Linked DNA regions of Sus scrofa: regions 2 and 3 are each linked to region 1. Evidence: chromatin contacts called from public Hi-C data. All regions are on one chromosome and are shown on one strand. Each heading gives the region's core, a stretch centred on a gene start, on an enhancer-like site or on the middle of the called end of the contact. The rest is flanking DNA. Distances are from core to core; before and after follow the strand shown.

Region 1 (4,518 bases), core at 624-3,123:
GGGCAATGCCGGAGTCTTAACCCACTGAGCGAGGCCAGGGATCGGCCCGAAACCTCTTGGTTCCTAGTTGTATATGTTTCCGCTGCTCCATGACAGGAACTTGAGAATATGGGATTTTAAAGGTTAGCATTATATAGCCACTAAGTGGCAGCTAGAATGTAAACCCAGCTCACTCTGGCTCCAAAGCCCATTTTCCTTCTACTAAAATATGGTACTTCTCCACAAATCAATAACCTACCCCGGAATTTAGCATCTTAACTTCCAGCATCTCCTCTTCTCTCTTTGAACCCTCCCACCCCATCCTGGGGTGCAGTAGGCATCAAATGTTAAAAAAAAACATTTGTTTCTCTACCAAATACCCGATGTTAAAAAAAAATGTAACCTGACTAAGGTAGAATGGTACCTATTTCACACTTTTTAAACCAGAATCACAAGTGGGGATCTAGATTGTGAACACCTGCACCCTTGGGGCTGTGTCTCATCTATCTTACTGTAAGCACTCCTGAGGAGCTCAAGCAGAGATTTTGCACATAGTCCTAAGGCCTAGGTTTGTCTCTAATCTTAAAATGCAGGGTCTATGATGACTACGTGCATTATACCCCCCTTCCTCCCAAACCCTCACTACAGCCACCAAATGCATGCTGCTAGTGATGTTCTACAGCTGGTAATATCCAAGTAGTTACAGTACTAATTTCCTCTATAGTGACCCACAGTGGAAAGCAACACTGATGGAACAACATCAAGGAAGTTGCTAATACATTATGCCTCAAGCCCAATCAGGAATTGATGCCCTTTGAAAACCACCTAACCTGCCCTAAAGATAGTGTCGGTTTTGATGACAGAGCGTCCAAAAATGTTTGGGTATTGGGCCTTGGATCTTCAACCACCTTGAATGCAAGACCAAAATATTCCTGAGCCTGGTGTGAGGTTTAACAGTATTTTGAGCTCATCCTGTTTCAAACAGGGTAACAGGACTGAAGTAAGGAGTCCTAGCCTGAACTGACTGAAGTCTCATCAGGACTTTCGTAAGACTGAAACTGAGTTTTGGGAAATTATTACTATTAATCATGACAATAATAATAATAATGATGTCTTGCAAAAAGGCTTGAGGTACTGCAATCCTCATTATCCAGTGAGCCCAGATCAGCAGCTGGCAGTCTTCAATTTTAAGATCCATAAATACTTGCACCAATATAGACATTAATTTGACAATAATACTTTTCTGGTGGGAATTTCTAGTTTAGTAAAAAAAAAAAAAAAAAAAAAAATTAAAAATATTTTGGACTAGATGGGCCATCATGTTTCCTTTCAGTCAGATAACTTGCTAGGAAACCAAAATTGTAAAGTACTGGTGCCCAGCGTGCAGCATTTATTGGCAGCAAGACGTCATCTTGGGAAGCACGTACTTCTTCGGATTACAGTTTGGCGGATTAGAAACCCGCAGATCAGTCTAGGTTAGCCCAGATTAACTGCCCTGATTGCTTCTGGGCCAGTGACTTGGGGGTGGGGGTGGGTGTCTGCTGGACTCAAACCAATACTCGTGGTAAGATTTCACTCGGCAAAACATTCGGAGTTAATTTTTTACTTAAACCCCATCCAGGCTAATAATGAAGCTACCAGGAATGATTTGGAATGTTAACTAAATGGTGCCCGCAATCACGTCAGTCGAACCTTCTGCCCCCACGATTCTGTCTGCCCACATGCTTCTGTCTATCAGCCTCAACCTCTGGATCAGCTCTCGCCGCGGCATTGGTTGGATTTCAGGAAGGGAGATACCCACGATTTAAAGGGCTCAGTTTCCACATGCCAGGCGTCGTTCGCAAGGTCCAACTTGCCTTTGGCACATACTTGGGAGAATCTCCCGCTGCTGTTCATCTATTACACTGACTGGCTAAACGAAAGAGAGTTCCCGAAAGTGTCCCCTTGGTCACCTTGACAATTTCCAAAAGCGAAACTTGCACTCTAGACTAGATCCACACTGAGTCTGCGGGGCGCAGAGTCCCTGCCCAGGTCAGCAGCGCCAGCCCCGCAGGCGGGCGGGACCGGGGGCGGAGCCTGGACCAGGCGTGGTCTTCCGTGGGAGAGAAGGCAAGGCTTTACCCACCTCCTAAAAACCCCTGCCTCCCTCGCAGCCAATCAAGGAGGGCTATGCAAATAGGGCCCCTGTCGCCCCGGCAACCGTGATGCAAGGCAGCCAATGGAAACCGGCAGGTCCCGGCCCTGCTCCCCGATTGGGACTAAAAGAAGAAGACAGCGGCCCAATGGGCTGTGAGAACGGTCCTCGGCGGGTTGAGGGGCGGGGATATGCAAATTTGGTTTGAAAAGCCGGCGGGAAATCTGAGTTTCGCGGGAGGACCTTGGCGCGTAAACCGTATCCCTTCATTCATTGTCAGCAGCAGCTTCCTGGAGCCATTTTTCAGCTGCCGGCCGCAGCACCCGGGCTGCCGCCGCCGCCTCGCAATCCATTGCATCGGCCGCCCCCGACGCCTCCATCCCCCCTCGGGGCCCGATATCCGTGCGGCCGGGACCCTCCTCTCTCCAGAGCCCCGATTATTTTTGGCCCCCGGGCCCGTGCTTGCGGAAAAATAAAAAGAAAAGAGAGAGAAGGGGCTCGGAAGCGCCGGGCGGGGAGGAGAGAAGGAGGAGAGACTTGGAAACTCCGACTGCAAATAATAAAGAAATTGAAAACAATACGTTAATATACCATAGCAATAAAAAGCAGGAGCGAGAGATGAGAAAGGGGATCCAGCCCGCCCTGGAGCAGTACCTGGTGACCGCCGGGGGTGGGGAGGGGGCGGCTGTCGTCGCCACCGCCGCTGCAGCCTCCATGGACAAAAGGGCACTGCTAGCCAGCCCCGGCTTCCCCGCCGCCGCCGCCGCTGCTGCCGCCGCCCCGAGCGCATACATCCAGATCCTCACCACGAACACTTCCACCACCTCCTGTTCCTCCTCCCTCCAAAGCGGCGCCGTCGCCGCCGGCCCCCTCCTCCCCAGTGCCCCCGGCGTGGAGCAGACCGCCGGCAGCCTCCTCTACACCACGCCGCACGGACCCTCCAGCAGAGCCGGGCTGCTGCAGCAGCCACCAGCGCTGGGACGCGGCGGCAGCGGCGGCGGCGGCGGCCCTCCGGTAATGCCCTCCCGTTCCCACCGTCCCCAGCCCGGGCGGGAGGTGGGCTTGCACCACGCGGGGTGGTGGGCGCGCTGCGGGCAGCCCTGGGAGACCGCGGGGCCCAGCGTCGTGGGCCTCGGCGGCTGCCCCTCCAACGAGGGTTTATTGTTAGACTTGTGTGCTTCCCCCCAGCGCCCAGAGGGTCGGGGGGCTCCGCCAGGCGCGCGGGGCAACGGGGATCGCCTTGGCGCGAACCACAGCAAACACTCTAAAACTTTTCGCGGCCCCCCCTTCTTTTCCTGCACTTTTCCCTACCCCCACTCTCCCCTCCCCTCCAACTCGAAGCTTCCTCTTTCTCGGGCGTAGGAAGGGGTCACGCCCCGGATGGAGAAGGGGGTGGGGGAGGGAGTAGTGAACTGGGGAGTGGGGGGACTCCGGGGGGGGAACCGGGGGGCCCTGGGGGCAGTGGCCCCCCGCCGGTCTCGGGGGCCTGTTGGCAGCCGGGGGTCCCTCAGGCGTGCTCGGAGCGCAGGGGCTCTGGCAGGCTGCGCTTGACACATTTGGGGATCGGTAACTCCCGGCAACAAAGGGGCTGGGGGAAGCGGAGGGGGGCGTGCAGGGGGGAGGTGGAGCTGGAAGCCGGGTGCGGGCTGGGGCGGGGGCTGTCTGGGGGCGAGGGGCTAGCGGCTGGCGCCCCGGCCTGGGCGCATCCCGGCGGTGGCAGCGGCGGCGCCCGCGTGGCCCGAGCGCCCGGGCCTTCCTCACCGGGCCCCGGGCCTGCCCTTGACCCGCCTCTCCCCTTGCCCCTTCCTTCCCCGCCCTGTCCCCCTCTCCGCCCCCCGGCGACGGAGGGCGGGGGCAGCCGTGTTCCCGTCCCGCCGCCTGGGTCTGTCCCTCTCCCCGGGACCCGCCGGTGACGTTTCGCACACGTGCGCGGAGGACGCGCCTGTGACTGGGGAGGAGGCGGCGGCGGGAGGGGGCGCTGGAGGGGGAGAGGGGGCACCCACTTCCTCCTGCTCGCCGGCTCCCTGGCCTGGGACGGTCCCGGCGCCCTCGCACCCGCCCCCGGCGCGGCCACCCTCCCTCTCCTCTCCCCAACCCCCCCTCCCCACGGGCGCCCGCCCTCGCCCGGCGCCGCCGGTCTGTTCGGCCCTCTGGGCCCCCTCTCCAGCCGGCCCCCCCACCTCCCCCCGGAGCCAGGCTGGTTTCGGAAATGCCCTTACAGCAGCAGGTTAGTGACCGGGACTGCTCGGGGGCCGCCGCCGCCGCGGGGGCACGGGGATCTGTTGGGGGCTGAAGCCGTGAGGGTAGGCGGTTGAGCGGGGTTTTGGAGTGGGAACGGGGGGTTGGGTGCTCGAGGGAAATGAGTAAGCAAGAAAAATCTAACTAAGTAAATGCCCCGGCCTCGG
Region 2 (4,518 bases), core at 1,333-3,832, 120 kb after region 1:
CAACGCCAGATCTGAGCCACGTCTGTGACCTATACCACAGCTCACGGCAATGCCTACACCACTGATTGAGGCCAGGGATTGAAGCTGCAACTTCATGGTTCTTAGTCGGATTCGTTTCCACTGCGCCACGATGGGAACTCCTACTTTTTGAATGAAACAGCTGCATGGCAGAAAGATAAAAGGTACAAAATGACATATAGGGAAAAGCAAATCTTTCATTAGCCACTCGGTCAGTTCTTTTTCCCAAAGACACAACTCCATTACCAATTATTTATGTAATTTTACAATTTAAACATTATATAATTTTAATATATATTAAAAACTGTAGTTATAACTAAAGTCATATACTCTATGCACTATGTTGCAACTTTCTTTTTCCACTTAGGAATGGATAGCGCATTAAAAGCAAACTTGCTCTTTTTAAGAGCTGTGTAAGTACTATTCTCTTGTGGTGCAGCGGGTTAAGGATTGGCATTGTCACTTCATGGCTTGGGTTGCTGCTGTGGCGCAGGTTCAGTCCCTGGCCTGGGAACTTCCACATGCTGCAAGTGTGGCGAAAAAAAAAAAGATATTTAACGAATTCTCTATTGAGAAGCCAGAAAGGATTTTCTGTCTTTTGCTATTGCAAATATGTTTCAAAGAATAATCTGGCACGTATATCATTTTGTGTAACTGTGAGCATTTCTATAAGATAAATTCCTAGAAGTCACGTCACTGGCTTTTCAAATGATGTAGATTTAAAGTGACTAAAGAGACAGATTTCACCAAAGAAGTGTTGGTATCTGTTGCTTTATCTTGAAACTTGGAAACATCCTTGTATCCTCTTCTTTTACACTTATCATTCTCTGTCTTGCAGATTTTACCTCCTCAACATTCCTTCTGTCCTCCCTTTTCATTTTCCCATTGCTCGCAGCCAACAACTCACTTCAGGCTTTCACTATTTTTTCATGTCTAAAATGTTGTCCTCAAACCCATCCTCTTGAGATAATAATCTGCTCCGACACTCTCATGCTACTCCATGCATTCAGGATTAGCTCTAATGTCTTTATTTTAGCAAACAAACCTCTCTTTAATCTGGTCCCTGAACTTTCCTCTCCAGCTTTCTCTGTTATTTTATACTCTTTTTTGCCTTTTTTTTTTTTTTTTTTTGTCTTTTTGCCATTTCTTGGGCCCCTCCCACGGCATACGGAGGTTCCCAGGCTAGGAGTCCAATCGGAGCTGTAGCTGCCGGCCTACACCAGAGCCACAGCAACATGGGATCTGAGTCGTGTCTGCAACCTACACCACAGCTCACGGCAACTCCAGATCCTTAACCCACTGAGCAAGGCCAGGGATTGAACCTGCAACCTCATGGTTCCCAGTCAGATTCGTTTCCGTTGTATCACGACAGGCACTCTACATTCATCTTTCATAGTTATCGTTATTCTCTACTGAAACTAGATCCTTGCAGTAGCCTGAAATAGGGGTAGAAAGTTGTCTTTTTCCCCCTGCTAGCCATAATATCCACCACAGTGCTTGAGGTCATGTGGTATGTGCTTAATAAAATTTCTTTGACAGAACTGAAGATCTTGGGGGGAAAGGGGTACACTCATTCATTCATTCAACATACACTATTGAGAGGCTATTATGTGCAAAATTCTGTGCTAGACAGTGGGATTATAACCAAGAAGGTGACCCAGGGCCTACTTTTGTTCCGGTAAAAGAGATGGGGTGACATCAATATGCAATTTTAATTCAGCTGGCTAAGGGCTGCATTGGAGCTTAGGTCACAGTTTAGATTTTTTTTTTTTTAATGGATTTGGATGAGCAAAGTGTGGCATTTTAGCTCAAGGTAATTATACTAGAAAAGGCATTTAAAAAATAAGGCGATTCTGCCAAATCACTATGAAACCCAGAGTCAGGCAATAGTCCAACTTTCTGTTAATGGTCTGCTGTTTTCACTTTGTAAAGTGGAGATGTTTTCTTGGTAAACAAGGTCAAATACAGTATCTTGGGTAAAATAATAAGGTGAGATAATACATGTAAGGTATACAGGTCAAAATCTGTATATACTCTGTGAAAGTTGTCTTTCTCTGCTAAACTGCTCCTCCTAAGCTGTCTTCTGAGCATCAAAAAAACAAAAACAAACTTGCTTAGTGTTCACTGATCTCTTTCAGGTTTAATTCCAACTGTTCTTTCTTTATCCTTTTCCATTTTCTTTAATATGACCTCTTTTCACAAAGGCTGAGGAAACTGGTAAATGTAATAAATCGAGCAGGTTCTTTTGGAGTGGGGAAAGTTGTGTTCAGGACAGAGGACAGTCACTACCGGCAGAGCCACTCTGGGCAAGTACTTAAACTGACAGTTTCCTCCATTCCATCCTTAATAAGAATAATAATAAAAAAAGTGGGGAGATGATGTTTACGTAAAGCGCTGAACACAGTGCCCGATACGTAGTAAGAGCTCAGGAGAAGTTAGCTATTAAACGAGTCTAAGAATCCGGGGTCTTGGAGGTGGTATTTTCTCTCTTGCAATCAAAGGAGTCGAGTGTAATCTTTAGATGATTGAGTTAAACCTGAACGCGCACGCTCAGCCTTGATGCAGTTTGATCTCTCCGGGCCACCGTCGCCGAGCATGCGTAAATAAACGTGGCGGGATGTGTCATGGCGAGCTCCAGCTAAAGCCTCTGCAGTTTCCGGCGAGTAGCGTGTGGGATTCTTTTACTTTGATCTAGTTTGTAATTTCCTGACTACTGGGTAAGGTGGCCGGTGGGGCAGAGTTTGTCCAGAGCTCCTTTTATGGCGGAGCCTCATTTCCCCACTTTCAGTCTTTCTTGGGTCGTTTGCTGGTTGGTTTTGCAGTTAAAAGGGAACCTACCAGCTGGGCTGGGGGAATTGAGAGGCAGGTAGCGCTGCCAGAAGTGAGGACGGAGTCGTTGGTCTTATAGGGGGCTGTGTAAGGGGCATTTAAGGGACCATATTCCTCATCGTCAGATCTAGCGTCTTTCGGGCTCCCATTTTCTGTGTTAGTGAGTTTGTGGGAAGTTTGCAGTGACCTAGGTTTCCTAGAGTTGCATCTCAATAAGCACTTAAACTGAAGTTGGTCTGAAGAGCAGGTGTCTTGTTTTTTCACTTTTCCTTTTCGTTCACTGTTAAAACCTCTTTCTGAATCTCGAGACGACACGTGTCTTTCGGTTGGGAGGTGATGTAGATACTTAGTTCATTGCCCTACACCTGTTTTGTAATTATCAGTGTTTCTTAAATCACGCAGACGTGTTGTTGTGCTAGATAGTGTTTATTAACTATGGCCAGACGCTGGGTCTCAGTCATGGCAAATACGGCAGATGTTATCATACCTGTCCTAATCAGCAAGAAATTGGGAGTAGGATCGAACATCGTTAACCTTACCTGTAAAGCAGCTTTTATGGAGTTTAATCCCGTTTAGGTAGTTTTAAAGAGTCCTTACTGTGGTTTCGTGAACTGGTTTAGAGCTTGTTTTTTTCTAATCAGTTTTTGTTTTCCAGACTTGTCTTTTAAGAAGATTTGAGACTATTTGGAGATAATCAAGGTACTTGTTTATTTTAAACCTCTTATGTTTGAGTGACATGTTACACATTATGATGTGCAGAAAGGTAGCCCAGTTTTAATTTCTTAGTGATTTTGCTGCCATTATTATATGGAAGTGCCATGATCTCCATATCACTAAATTCAAGGAACATTTTCATTCATTTGACTTAACCTTTCATCACCTGCATTGAGCACCACTGATCATGTTCACCGCTTAGACATGCTCGCTTCCTTTTCCTTCTGTGACCCACTGTTTTCCTCCTTCTTTGGTGGCTGCTTCTTGATCTTCACTATAGGCTGGTTCTCTTTTATTTGGCAGTTAAATGTGGAGTCTCTTGAGGCTTGGTCTTGTCCCCTCTCCTCTTCTAATTCTGTTCTTTTTCCTCTGGGTGATCTGTTCCACATCTTCATCAACATTGTTGTTCTCTTATTCTAGCCAACCTGGTGTGTGTTAAGTGGTATCTCCTTGTGGTTTTGATTTGTGTTTCCCTGATAGCTAATGATTTGATGTTTTATCATGTAGTATTGGTCATTCGTCTGTCTTTTCGGAGAACGGCCTGTTCAGAAATTTTGCTCTTATTTTACATTGGGTCATTTGTCTTTCTATTATTGGATTGTAATGTTCTGTATTCATTTTGATACTAGACCCTTATCAGACCTGTGATTTGCAAGTATTTTCTCCAATTATATAAGTTGTCTCTTTGTTGATAATATCCTTTGAAGCAGGAAAGTTTTAAATGTAAGTCCAGTCTGTTTTTTCTTTTGTTGCTTGCTTTTTTGGTGTCATAACTAAGAAAGCATCGCTTAATGTCATGAACATTTACACCTATGATTTGTTATAAGAGTTTTACAGCATTAACTCTTCAATTTACATTTGTAATCAATTTGAGTGAACTTTTGTGTATTATGTAAAGCAGGAATCCAGTTTTATTCTTTGCACGTGGCTGTTCAGTTGTCCCAGCACCATTTGTTG
Region 3 (4,518 bases), core at 995-3,494, 88 kb before region 1:
AATAGATCTGAATAGACTAAACCTTCCATTTAAAAGACAGATTTTTATATTAGATTAAAAATAAATCCAGCTAAATGCTGCTTAAACATACACATCTAAAACCTAAGAGGGTGTTTCTGCTGGGGTGCAGTGGGTTAAGGATCCAGTGTGTAGGTCACAGCTGTAGCTTGGATGCGAACCCTGGCCTGGAAACTTCCATATGCTGCAGGTGCAACCAAAAAGGAAAAAAAAAAAATTAAATTAAAAAAAAAACACATAGGAACAGGAGGGAAATATATAAAAATATATGTATTTTATATGTTATATATGCAATTACATAAAATATATACTACATATATTTTATAATATATTATATATTTTATATATTATATATGTGATGTATAATGTATATTATATTCTATATTATATGTTACAAGGTTTTTATATATTTTATATACTATAAGTACTGTATGCCTACATAAAAAATGTGTGTGTGTGTATATATATATGTTTATATATTCACACACTCAGTCCTTAATTCAAACCCTAAAACAAAATGTGTTTCCAGTTGAGATTAATTTAAGTTTTACTTTAATAAATTAATACAGGCCTATGTTATATATTACATAACACCCCCAGTGGGGTTTGATGCAGCACCTCATAATCAAACACAGTAATATTTCTGAAAGAAACACATGACTAGTCAGATTAAGTAGACTAAATAAGGACTAAATAGCTTCACATCAGCATAGATCAGGTTTTGCTGCCAAATGAATTATGAAGAAAACTTTTTCATCAGAGTTTTTTGGTCTTCAGAACTGCAGATACGGAATTGCAGACTTGAAGCAGGCAAATATTAGCCAAAAGAACTGGTATAACTGTGGCAATGTCAAACAAAAAAGGCTCTAAGACAAACAACCTTATAGGGGTTGTCAAATACCTCTTTAGAAAACTTCAATTCACCAGGAAGGTGTAGCAATTCTCAACTCGCATGCTCTTTTTAAGATAGCCTCCAAACACAAAGAAAAACAGATACTACAAAAACTTGATGTTCACCCAAACTCACTTCAACTGACTATGTAGTCTGGTCAGTATCTCAATATGTGTCCTGTCACCCCAATTAGATTACAATAAATCATCAGGATTAGACATTTTCCTTCCAAGTGAAAGGCCCTTTACACTCACAACCTCCTTTGAGCTACTGACCCCTTGAAGGAGGATGGGTGTCCCCTTGTTGCAACATGGGAGATTAATTTTTTTTTTTTTTTTGTCTTTTGTCTTTTTAGGGCCACACCTGCGGTATATGGAGGTTTCCAGGCTGGAGGTAGAATCAGAGCTACAGCTACTAGCCTGTGCCACAGCCACAGCAATGCCAGATCCAAAGCGCATCTGCGACCTACACCACAGCTCATGGCAATGCTGGATCCTTAACCCGCTGATTGAGGCCTGGGATGGAACCTGTGTCCTCATGAATATTAGTCAGATTGATTTCCACTGAGCCACAATGGGAACTCCAAGTAATTTGCCCAAAGTCACACTGCTAAGGATCAGAGTTTACATTGAAACCTAGTCTGTTTGACTCCAAAGATTGTGACTTTCAATGGATTGTGAAAAAAGCATAAGACATCATCCCTTGAGTGAGTGAAATTAAAGTGGCAGCCATTATACAGGAGAACTCAAATGGAGACTAGCAATTTATATATCATATCTACCATCATTTTCCAGGAGACAAATTATCAAGTGTCCAAGCAGGGAACATGTTCTAAAGGCTTCCACAATCCTCCTCCCCCATCTCCCTGAATCTTGCCATTTTCTCCCTGACCATTCGACAGCTTTGAAATAAGACAAGCTCACACTCCCAAGACATTTGCAGATTTCTCAGCCCTAAGTGCACATTATTCTTTTAGCACAAAGATGCAGAGTTGTTTGGGTAAGGAATGAATTTGTCCTTTAAAAAGTAAAGACTTTTAAAACCTACTTAAAGTGAGTTTTCTACTTACATTCACCAATTACCCTCCATCAAATAGAGAAAAATAAAGAAAACCAGTTACAGTAACAGCAGTGGAAAGAAAAAGATATAAAGAAAAATGAAGCCTAGGACGAAAAACAACATATTTATCCTTATGGTTCAAGAACACCAGAGACCACACAGGACGTGAAATCGCGGCGGGCTTGCTTCTCTTCGCCAGGGCTCTAAGAGAATGCTCCAGATCAAACACTGCGCATCCTGGGTCACAAAGAACCTTGGAGCAAGATGGAGACGTGCATACTCACCATCCACCACAAGAGGGCGCTCATCAAAAGGGAGTGAAAGGTCATCCTGCCCCGAACATGCACCGGAAGAGCAAAACCCTGCCCGAGAGGGTTGAGAATATTTTCATCATCAGGCGCCGCTGTGAGAATTGGTAAAACAACTATCCAAATTAAGATTTTTTTCCCCTGCAATGCTATTTTTGTGTTGTCAATCCCATTTCCGTAATGAATTCTTAGAGAGACTACATAAGGAATGAAAAACATTTTCCTGTCTGGTAAAACAGAAAACAAATTAATTGCTCACATAAAACAATTTCAGTAAGCGTCAGCATTGAGTGGATTTTATTTTAGCTAGGCTCTACTAAAAATTGGAGAATAAAAGGGAATTCAGCCTACCTTTCCCTTTTAGAAAGGAAGAAAGGAAAGATGTGAATTCCATTTTCAATTTCTTATCAACGTTGAAGAGTGAAAAACTTCAGTTCGAATTCCAGCTTTTATCTTCCAAAAGTGTTCTTAGCAGTCTAGTAGTCTCAGCCTCATTGTCTCTCCATATCATTGGTAAAGGAGATTTTGTTTGTTTGTTTTGCGTTTTTTTGTTTGTTTTTTGTTTGTTTTTCTTTTTAGGGCTACACCTGTGGCATATGGACCTTTTCATGCTAGGGGTCAAATTGCAGCTGCCAGCCTATGCCACAGCCACCTCAGATCCATGCAGAGTCTACAACCTACACCGAAGCTCACCACAATGCTGGTGGTATCCTGCAGCCTCATGGATACTAGTCTGGTTCTTAACCCGATGAGCCACAACACGAACTCCTGGCAAAGGGTTTCTATGGGATAATTCATTTCTTCAGACGGCTTCCACTGACAGATGCTTCCTATAGATCTAATCTGTCAGCCAAGAATCTGTTAGGTTTCCAGATGCCCAGCAGCCAAGAGGTGGTGTGTGTCTTGTCGCAGATACGCCTCAGACTCCGCATTGCTGTGGCTGTGGTGTAAGCCAGCAGATGCAGCTCTGACCTGACCCCTAGCCTGTGAACCTCCATATACCACAGGTGCAGCCCTACAAACAAACAAACAAAAAGGAACATAGGGGAATTGAGAGGTACAAACTCCTATGTATAAAATAAGCTAAAGGATATATTGTACAACACAGGGAATAGAGCTAACAGTTCATAAGCTATAAATGGAGTATGATCTTTAAAAATTTTGAATCACTCTGTTGTAGACCAGAAACCTATATATTGTTCATCAATATATCTCATTTTAGGAGTTCCCGTCGTGGCACAGTGGTTAACGAATCCGACTAAGAACCATGAGGTTGTGGGTTTGATCCCTGGCCTTGCTCAGTGGGTTAAGGATAGGGCGTTGCCGTGAACTGTGGTGTAGGTCGCAGACGCAGCTCGGATCCCACGTTGCTGTGGCCCTGGCGTAGGCCGGTGGCTACAGCTCCGATGCGACCCCTAACCTGGGAACCTCCATATGCCACGGGAGCGGCGCAAGAAATGGCAAAAAGTCCACAAAAAAAATATATATGTATATATATCATTTTAAAAAAACAGCATAGAACAATTGTAAGGACTCAATGAGATTAAATAATATAAAGTATAACGTGCTTAGACTAAGAATATGCTCAATAAATGTTAATTATTGTAATTCATTAATATTTATTGATCACCTCTGGTGTGCCAGGTACTATTCTGGGTGCTTTGGATGCATCCATGAACAAAATTGTGAAGGATCCCTGCTTTGGAAGTTTGCATTCTAGCAAGGGAAGGCAGAGAGTCAACAGCAGGCATCATAAGTAAGTGAAGTGTGCTAGAGACAAGAAGGCATTCAGCGCTGTGAAAAACAAAAGAAAAGCAGAGCAAAGTGTGCCAACTGGAGACGGCCAGCACAGTTTTCGGGAGGGTGGTCTGAGAGGCCTCATTTGGGAGGTGAGCCTGGGAAAAGAATTGGAGAAGGTGAGGGAGATACCACGTAGCTACGGCAAGGAGTGCGGGGTGCATTTCAGGTAAAGGGAAGAACCAATTCAAAAGCTCCACAGCTGGGTGTGCCTGACTCGTTCCAGAAACAGCAAAGGAGCCCAGGGCAGGTTTCCAGACTGGAGGACCCTTCTCACATCAAACTTCAGGAGGGCCAAAGCAAGGCACAGAGTCTTCCCCCTTTCAAGCTTTCTGCCACCTTTCCCTCTTTATTAATGTTAAATTCTTTCAAGAGCATAACTTGGAAACTTTTTTTTGGTCTGCTTAGGGCTGCACCTGCAGCCTATGGAAGTTTCCAGGCTAG

What was found. Hi-C and Micro-C count contacts between places; a contact is called where the count stands out from the background.
Region 2: a contact with region 1 is called in a Hi-C map of embryonic fibroblasts, with 2.3 times the contacts expected there. The contact joins the promoter of CDKAL1 here to the promoter of E2F3 in region 1. A contact is called at or near these places in 1 of 5 promoter capture datasets (liver), 17 of 47 Hi-C or Micro-C datasets (alveolar macrophages, blood, brain and 9 more) and 2 of 2 datasets of contacts at active chromatin or transcription factors (alveolar macrophages and skeletal muscle).
Region 3: a contact with region 1 is called in a Hi-C map of embryonic fibroblasts, with 2.2 times the contacts expected there. The contact joins the enhancer-like site here to the promoter of E2F3 in region 1. A contact is called at or near these places in 1 of 5 promoter capture datasets (liver), 4 of 47 Hi-C or Micro-C datasets (embryonic fibroblasts, heart right ventricle, liver and 1 more) and 1 of 2 datasets of contacts at active chromatin or transcription factors (alveolar macrophages).

What each region holds. Positions count from the first base shown.
Region 1 is chr7:15,791,646-15,796,163 of Sscrofa11.1, forward strand. It overlaps E2F3 (transcription factor E2F3), which reads left to right and starts at 1,874. Exons shown (of 7, transcript XM_021098397.1): 1 at 1,874-3,127. The coding sequence starts at 2,732.
Region 2 is chr7:15,908,063-15,912,580 of Sscrofa11.1, forward strand. CDKAL1 (threonylcarbamoyladenosine tRNA methylthiotransferase) reads left to right here and starts at 2,583. Exons shown (of 16, transcript XM_005665616.2): 1 at 2,583-2,677; 2 at 3,503-3,546.
Region 3 is chr7:15,703,532-15,708,049 of Sscrofa11.1, forward strand. No RefSeq gene overlaps it. Among named protein-coding and RNA genes, the nearest start is that of MBOAT1, 61 kb to the left of the region's middle. Within about 2 kb of position 2,245, at least 4 of the 83 cell types and tissues checked have an H3K27ac peak or open chromatin away from gene starts, as enhancers often do. A contact at or near this core is called in embryonic fibroblasts, where this site is marked.